2 separate regions of the Anas platyrhynchos genome follow, and region 1 is linked to region 2. The links are chromatin contacts, called in public Hi-C maps. All regions are on one chromosome and are shown on one strand. Each heading gives the region's core, a stretch centred on a gene start, on an enhancer-like site or on the middle of the called end of the contact. The rest is flanking DNA. Distances are from core to core; before and after follow the strand shown.

The links. Hi-C and Micro-C count contacts between places; a contact is called where the count stands out from the background.
Region 1: a contact with region 2 is called in a Hi-C map of liver, with 4 times the contacts expected there. The contact joins the enhancer-like site here to the promoter of CCDC50 in region 2. A contact is called at or near these places in 5 of 8 Hi-C or Micro-C datasets (F1 follicle, liver, skeletal muscle and 1 more).

Annotation. Positions count from the first base shown.
Region 1 is chr9:11,776,783-11,779,482 of IASCAAS_PekinDuck_T2T, reverse strand. CCDC50 (coiled-coil domain containing 50) reads right to left here. Exons shown (of 12, transcript XM_027463903.3): 11 at 2,609-2,700; 12 at 1-1,617. The coding sequence ends at 1,598. LOC106020057 (a long non-coding RNA gene) reads left to right here. Exons shown (of 2, transcript XR_003499023.3): 2 at 1-312. Among named protein-coding and RNA genes, the nearest start is that of CCDC50, 34 kb to the right of the region's middle. Within about 2 kb of position 1,337, at least 1 of the 8 cell types and tissues checked has an H3K27ac peak or open chromatin away from gene starts, as enhancers often do. A contact at or near this core is called in subcutaneous adipose tissue, where this site is marked.
Region 2 is chr9:11,742,457-11,745,156 of IASCAAS_PekinDuck_T2T, reverse strand. CCDC50 (coiled-coil domain containing 50) reads right to left here and starts at 1,415. Exons shown (of 12, transcript XM_027463903.3): 1 at 1,201-1,415. The coding sequence starts at 1,249.

The sequences.
Region 1 (2,700 bases), core at 88-2,587, 34 kb before region 2:
GCCCTCCTCAGCAGAGCCAGCAGCAGGACTGCAGCTACCAGCAGCAGCAGCAGAGCACAGCAGGACAGCCTCTGTGCTGGGCTGCAAGGGAGCAGGGCTGCAGGGGCACCAGGAGCACCGCAGGAGGCTCTGCTGCCATGAGTGAGACTGCCAAGGGAATAACTAACCTGTACTGCCTGGGCAGACTCCAAGCCAGTGTCCAGCTACTCAGCCTTGCAGTTTAAAAATGCACTTGGAAATACATGGGAAAAAAAAAAAAGGTTAGCAAGACAAAAGAATTGGAATGACAGAAGGCAAAGGGAAAAAGGCTACTTGTTACTGCAAGAGCAGAATGATTTTCAAAGAGTGGAGGGAAAACAAGCCATCAAAAGGGGAAAAAATAAAGGAAAAAAGCAGTGCATGGGCAAACGTGTACAGAGAACTTAAACTTGGATACACTGCTGTACCCTGGAGAGCAATAGTTTCAACCTGACTGGAGCCTGCCTGGGGTGCTGGACAGAGCAGTGCAGAGAAGAAGCAGTTAGCAGAGACATTTTGCAGACTGTTTGGCACTCTGTCTCTACCTCAAAGCTGCTTTTAACAGTAGCTTTTGGATTCCATGCTCTATGCCCATACGGCCCTCCTTCAATCCTACGTTTACAGGACACACTCATGTTCTGACATAAGTTACTGTGCTCAAGTGCATCAGCAGCTGAGATAGGAGGTACAGTAGCTCCCCTGTAGCTTCAGTGAAATTCCTTAGCTTGTACCACCTGGAAGCTCAAAGCAGGTGACCACAGAGATCCCCGCAGGCACTGAAATATGCTTGCGTGATTATTCCCAATCCACAACTCCCAGCTTCATCAACTCCCTGGCATGCCTTAAAAGTCATGCACACAAGATCTAATTTCAGTTGAAGTAGTTCTTCCTCTTAACTGTCCTATCCGATACCCTGGAGCTAAATGCGTGGTTACGCGCCCTAACCAAATTGCTGGAAACCCTAGAAAGAAACACAGCAGTTAAGAAGTTTTGTTCTAGAGGCAATTTCTTCCGCACCAGTCCCAGGTTCTAGCTTTGGATGGCACACGCTGTGAGGACATTCTCTCCTTCCTGCAAGCTACTGTGACTGTCAGATTGGCTCAGCTCTCTTATCCAGCAGCAGAAGCAGCACACATTCCCTTTAACAACTCTTTGCTCAGTCATCCTAATATGGAAAGAACTTGGACTTGAGATGTTCTGCTGCGTTGCCATAACCCAGCTCATATGTTGGATTTTTCTCCCTTTTGTATGTGCATCTCTACTCGTCCTATTTGTCAAAACTCCAGCCAAAGTTTAAAAATAAATGAAAGCCTCAAAGGAATAAGAGGGAGCTGTTAAATCAGCTAGCTGATTCACACAGCTCAGTGGCGGCTAGATTGTACTGCACTGCTTAAGTGATCACATATGAGTAAGAAATTGAAACGAACAAGTGTTCCTTATTAATACGATGACACTTAAAAAGGAGATCCTGGGAGTGGAAGGTGGACCCCCCATAGGGTAAGGAATTGAGAAAGTTGCCTGGCAATTCCAGTAATGTTTGCTACAGAAGAGTCAGTACCAAAGCGAAGGCTAGCACAGTTTACTGCTTCCTACGGGAACCTGGAAAGCAAAACAGAAAGCAGAAACAGGCTGTAAGGACAGGTCCTGGTAAAGAAAATACTACCTGCAGTCATCTTACTTGTACTGCCCTCTTGGATCTCTGATGTCAAAGAGGGAACTGTACATTACTTTACTCCAGCAAAGGGAAGGATAGATCCACAAGACACCCATTTCTCACAGGCTGTGAATGGCACCACAGTCACATTTCACAGCCTCACTAAAGAAAACAGAAGGATCACCGGGCTTACAGACTATATAAACTGCCATCAACTTTCCAGCTCTTTTGATGAATGCAGAACACAAAAGCATCCAAAACTTTAAATTTTGGCAAGGAAACTGTCCACATTTAAGTTACAATCAGTGGAGTTGGAAAAAATCTGAGTCTACCTCTGGCTGCACCTTTCTTCCTCAGAGCCTCTAAAGATAACTCAGACAAGTGGCACACAGATTTCAAGAACTGGGGGGAGGACGATCCCTCACTGCTCCGGTGCCAAATTATTTCAGGAAACAAGCCAACAAAGCAGTGCTGAGATGCTACAGGAATAAAACGAGCCTGTTCTCAGAACAAGCTTCTGTACGATCATCCCATCCACATGCCAGACAGGAGATACTCTGAGGCTTTTTTTGTCATGTATTGGATCATTTGATATTAGTGAGTCACCTAAAACTCATCACATCATTGTCTTCATGTTATTTCTCCTTCATTTGCTGCCTGGATTCACAGTCATTCATCATTAAGAGATCACCCAGGACAAGCAGAGAGCACTTTGACAAACTCGAGGCAAACCAGTTCAGCTTTTCCCTCTCTCAGCCAGCAACGTGCTCAGCATGCAGAACTCACTGAGTAGCATCTCCTGCCTGTTGGGGCAATAACATCCATTCCTCCTCTATGACTATTCCTCTTTCAAACACCCTGTCCTTCAGGCTGGCTACGCGAGGAAAACAATCCACAATAACCCACGTGTTAGGCCAGCTGTGGACTTGTTCCTACCTTTAGGAGAGTGCTCAGGTTTGGAAAACTGACGTAAGGGGCTGGACTGGCTTGTGTAATACCGAGCATGTTCAAAGTCATCAAGGAGAGGC
Region 2 (2,700 bases), core at 166-2,665:
AAGGAAGTAAGCAGTAAGTAGTAAGCCACGGGCATTGGATTTTCCCTGCCATCCTTGCAGGGAAACGACCCCGCCTGTAGAGCAGCTTTGGAGCCCACAACAAAGGAGCAGGACGACACTGTCGTGCAGCCGTCCCAGGCACCAGTGAGGAAAGCTGGACGTGGACAGACAGACAGACACCCCCCTCCAGAAGGGGAGCGAGTGAAGAACAAAGTACTGGAACCACACCACCGCAGCAGGACCGTGCTCAGCTGTTAATGAATGACCAAGCCGACCTTTGCCCAACACGGAGAAAGGGGAAGTCTTTCCCGAAGGATCAACAGTGATTTCTGTGTCAGGAACAATAAACGTGTCCCCCCAGGTACGGAAGGCGATGCTTTTCTTTCCTGCTTGGTGTTAACACAGCACCTAATCCACGGCATAGCTCTGAATCAACCCTTAAAACAACAAAAACAAATGGGTATGATGGAGCTAGGAGCAGGAAACATGCCCGAGGCTTTGCACAGAGCAGCTCGGGCCTCACCTACCTTGTCCCCAGAGCTGCTGGGGCCAGCGCGTTGAGCCAAGAGCTATCGGGTACCGACACCTCCTGAAATGCCAGAGGTGGGAATTCACAGGGACGGGCTGAACTTCACCCCATCGCCACGCTTTCGCTGAGCTGCCCCGATAACTCAACCTTATCAGCCCGCTGCTGAGGTTGACCGGGTTAATTTCCTCGAGGAACCACGCCGGGCGGGCTCTAAGGATGAGCCCCTGGCAGCACCGAGAGGACCGGCTGTGATTTCATTAGTGCCCATTAACAATTTCGCTAACGACCCAACGGGACCAAGGCTCAGCCCTGAAAGTTCAGCAGGCGGCTGTGGGGTTTTGTCCACAAGCACCGCGGCACGCGAGGGGTCAGCTCTCTGCACTAACACACACCCCCAGCTCCCGACCAGCCAAAAGAGCCAAATTCGGGCTGATTTGGTTAAAATGAAATTAAGAACGATTAAACGAGCAGCAAGGGAAACACGTTGGGGAGCACGGGCTGCATGGGGACGGGTCACAGAACCAACCCCAGCCCTGACAGAGGGTGGGCGACCGGGGGTGGGCTGCAAGTGCCCCCCGGTGCCCCCCCAGTGTCCCCAGTGCCCCCCCCGGTGTCCCCCCGGTGTCCCCGGAGCTCCCCCCGGCGGCACAAGGGGCTCGCCCCGGCCCTACCTTCCTTGACGCCGGGCAGCTTGGACTGGTCGATGCCGATCTCGGCCATGCTGCCCGCCCCGTGCCTCCCGCTCCCGCTCCCGGTGCCGGTGCCGCTCCGTGCCGTGCCTCCCGGTGCCGCGCCCCGCCGCACCGAGCCGCCAGCGGCCGTACGGGGCGGCGGAGGGGACAGAAAGGGCCGGGCCGGGCCGGGCCGGGCCGGGCGGGGGGACGGGGCGGGACGGGGGGCGGGGGCTCTGCCGCCCCTCTGCCGCCCGCGGCCTCCCCCTGCCTGCTGCTGTCCCTTTTCCTTTTTTTTTTTTTTTCTCCTTCCTTTTTCCCCCGTTTTTCCCCTTCTTTTATCCTTCTTCCCCCTTTTTTTTCCCTTATTTATTTATTTTTTCCTTTCTTATGTCTAATTTATTTCTCTTCTCCTTTATTTCTCCCCTCCTTTATTTCTTTTCTTCTTTATTTCTATTTCCACCCCACCAGCCCAGGCTGCCCCCAGCCCCACCCAGCCTGGTCTCCAGGCATGGGGCTCCCACAGCTCCTCTGGGCAGCCTGGGCCAGGGCCTCACCGCCCTCTGAGGGAAGAATTTCTTCCTTAATGTCTAATCTAAACCTGCCCGCTTTCAGCTTAAAGCCGTTCCCCTTTGTCCTGGCACTCCCCAACAAAGAGTCCCTCCCCAGCTTTCGTGTTGCCCCCTGTAGGTACGGGAAGGGACAAAACAAGCTGAGAGCCTGAGGCGTTCGCATTTACACAGCACCTTTAATACATCACAGCCAACGCTTGGGCCCTGCATTCACAAACACGATCTTTAAGCTTTGGATCCCAGAAATCCTCAATTTTCCTCTGCGCACACAGCTCTTTGCTTTGTCTCCTGTAATGGGTTTGTACCATCTCATCTAAGGCCAAAGCCAGCCACGCAAATTAGTAAAAATTCCTGCCATTCCTGGTTTCCACTAGACAAATTACGTGGCTCCTCGTGCCTTCTCCAGTTCCCTTAATCAAGCAAACACGCTGCTTTTTGGGAGACCCTGCTGGGTGACGGCAGCGGGGCTGTGAGCTCTGCTAGGGCCTGAGGAAACCTCAGGCCGACACTGTGCATGGTGCTGAGGTCTCGGTGCTGGAAACAAGAGGAACATCTCCAGAGCCCAGAAGAGCTGGAGCAGCCTCCTGTGAGGGGCAGCACGAGTAAAACCAGTGCCACCAGCCAGCAGCATCTCTCAGCGCCATTCCCCAGCGCAGGGCCCTGCACGCCACACAAAGCATTGTCTTTGCCTTTGTGACACTGAACTTCTCTCATCTTAGCTTGATATTGGGACACTCGGATGAAAACTCTGAGGCTGGAAGGTGGCATGAATTATTTGAGGACTACAGAAGGTTTCAAAGACCTACAGAAACATGAGAATGACCACAGGGGGCCTGGAGATGAGAGAGAATTAAGCAGGAGCCAGGAAACGTGTTACTGATGTGGAGCTAGCACCGCGGCACAATGATGTTTTATGTTCCCAAAGGGC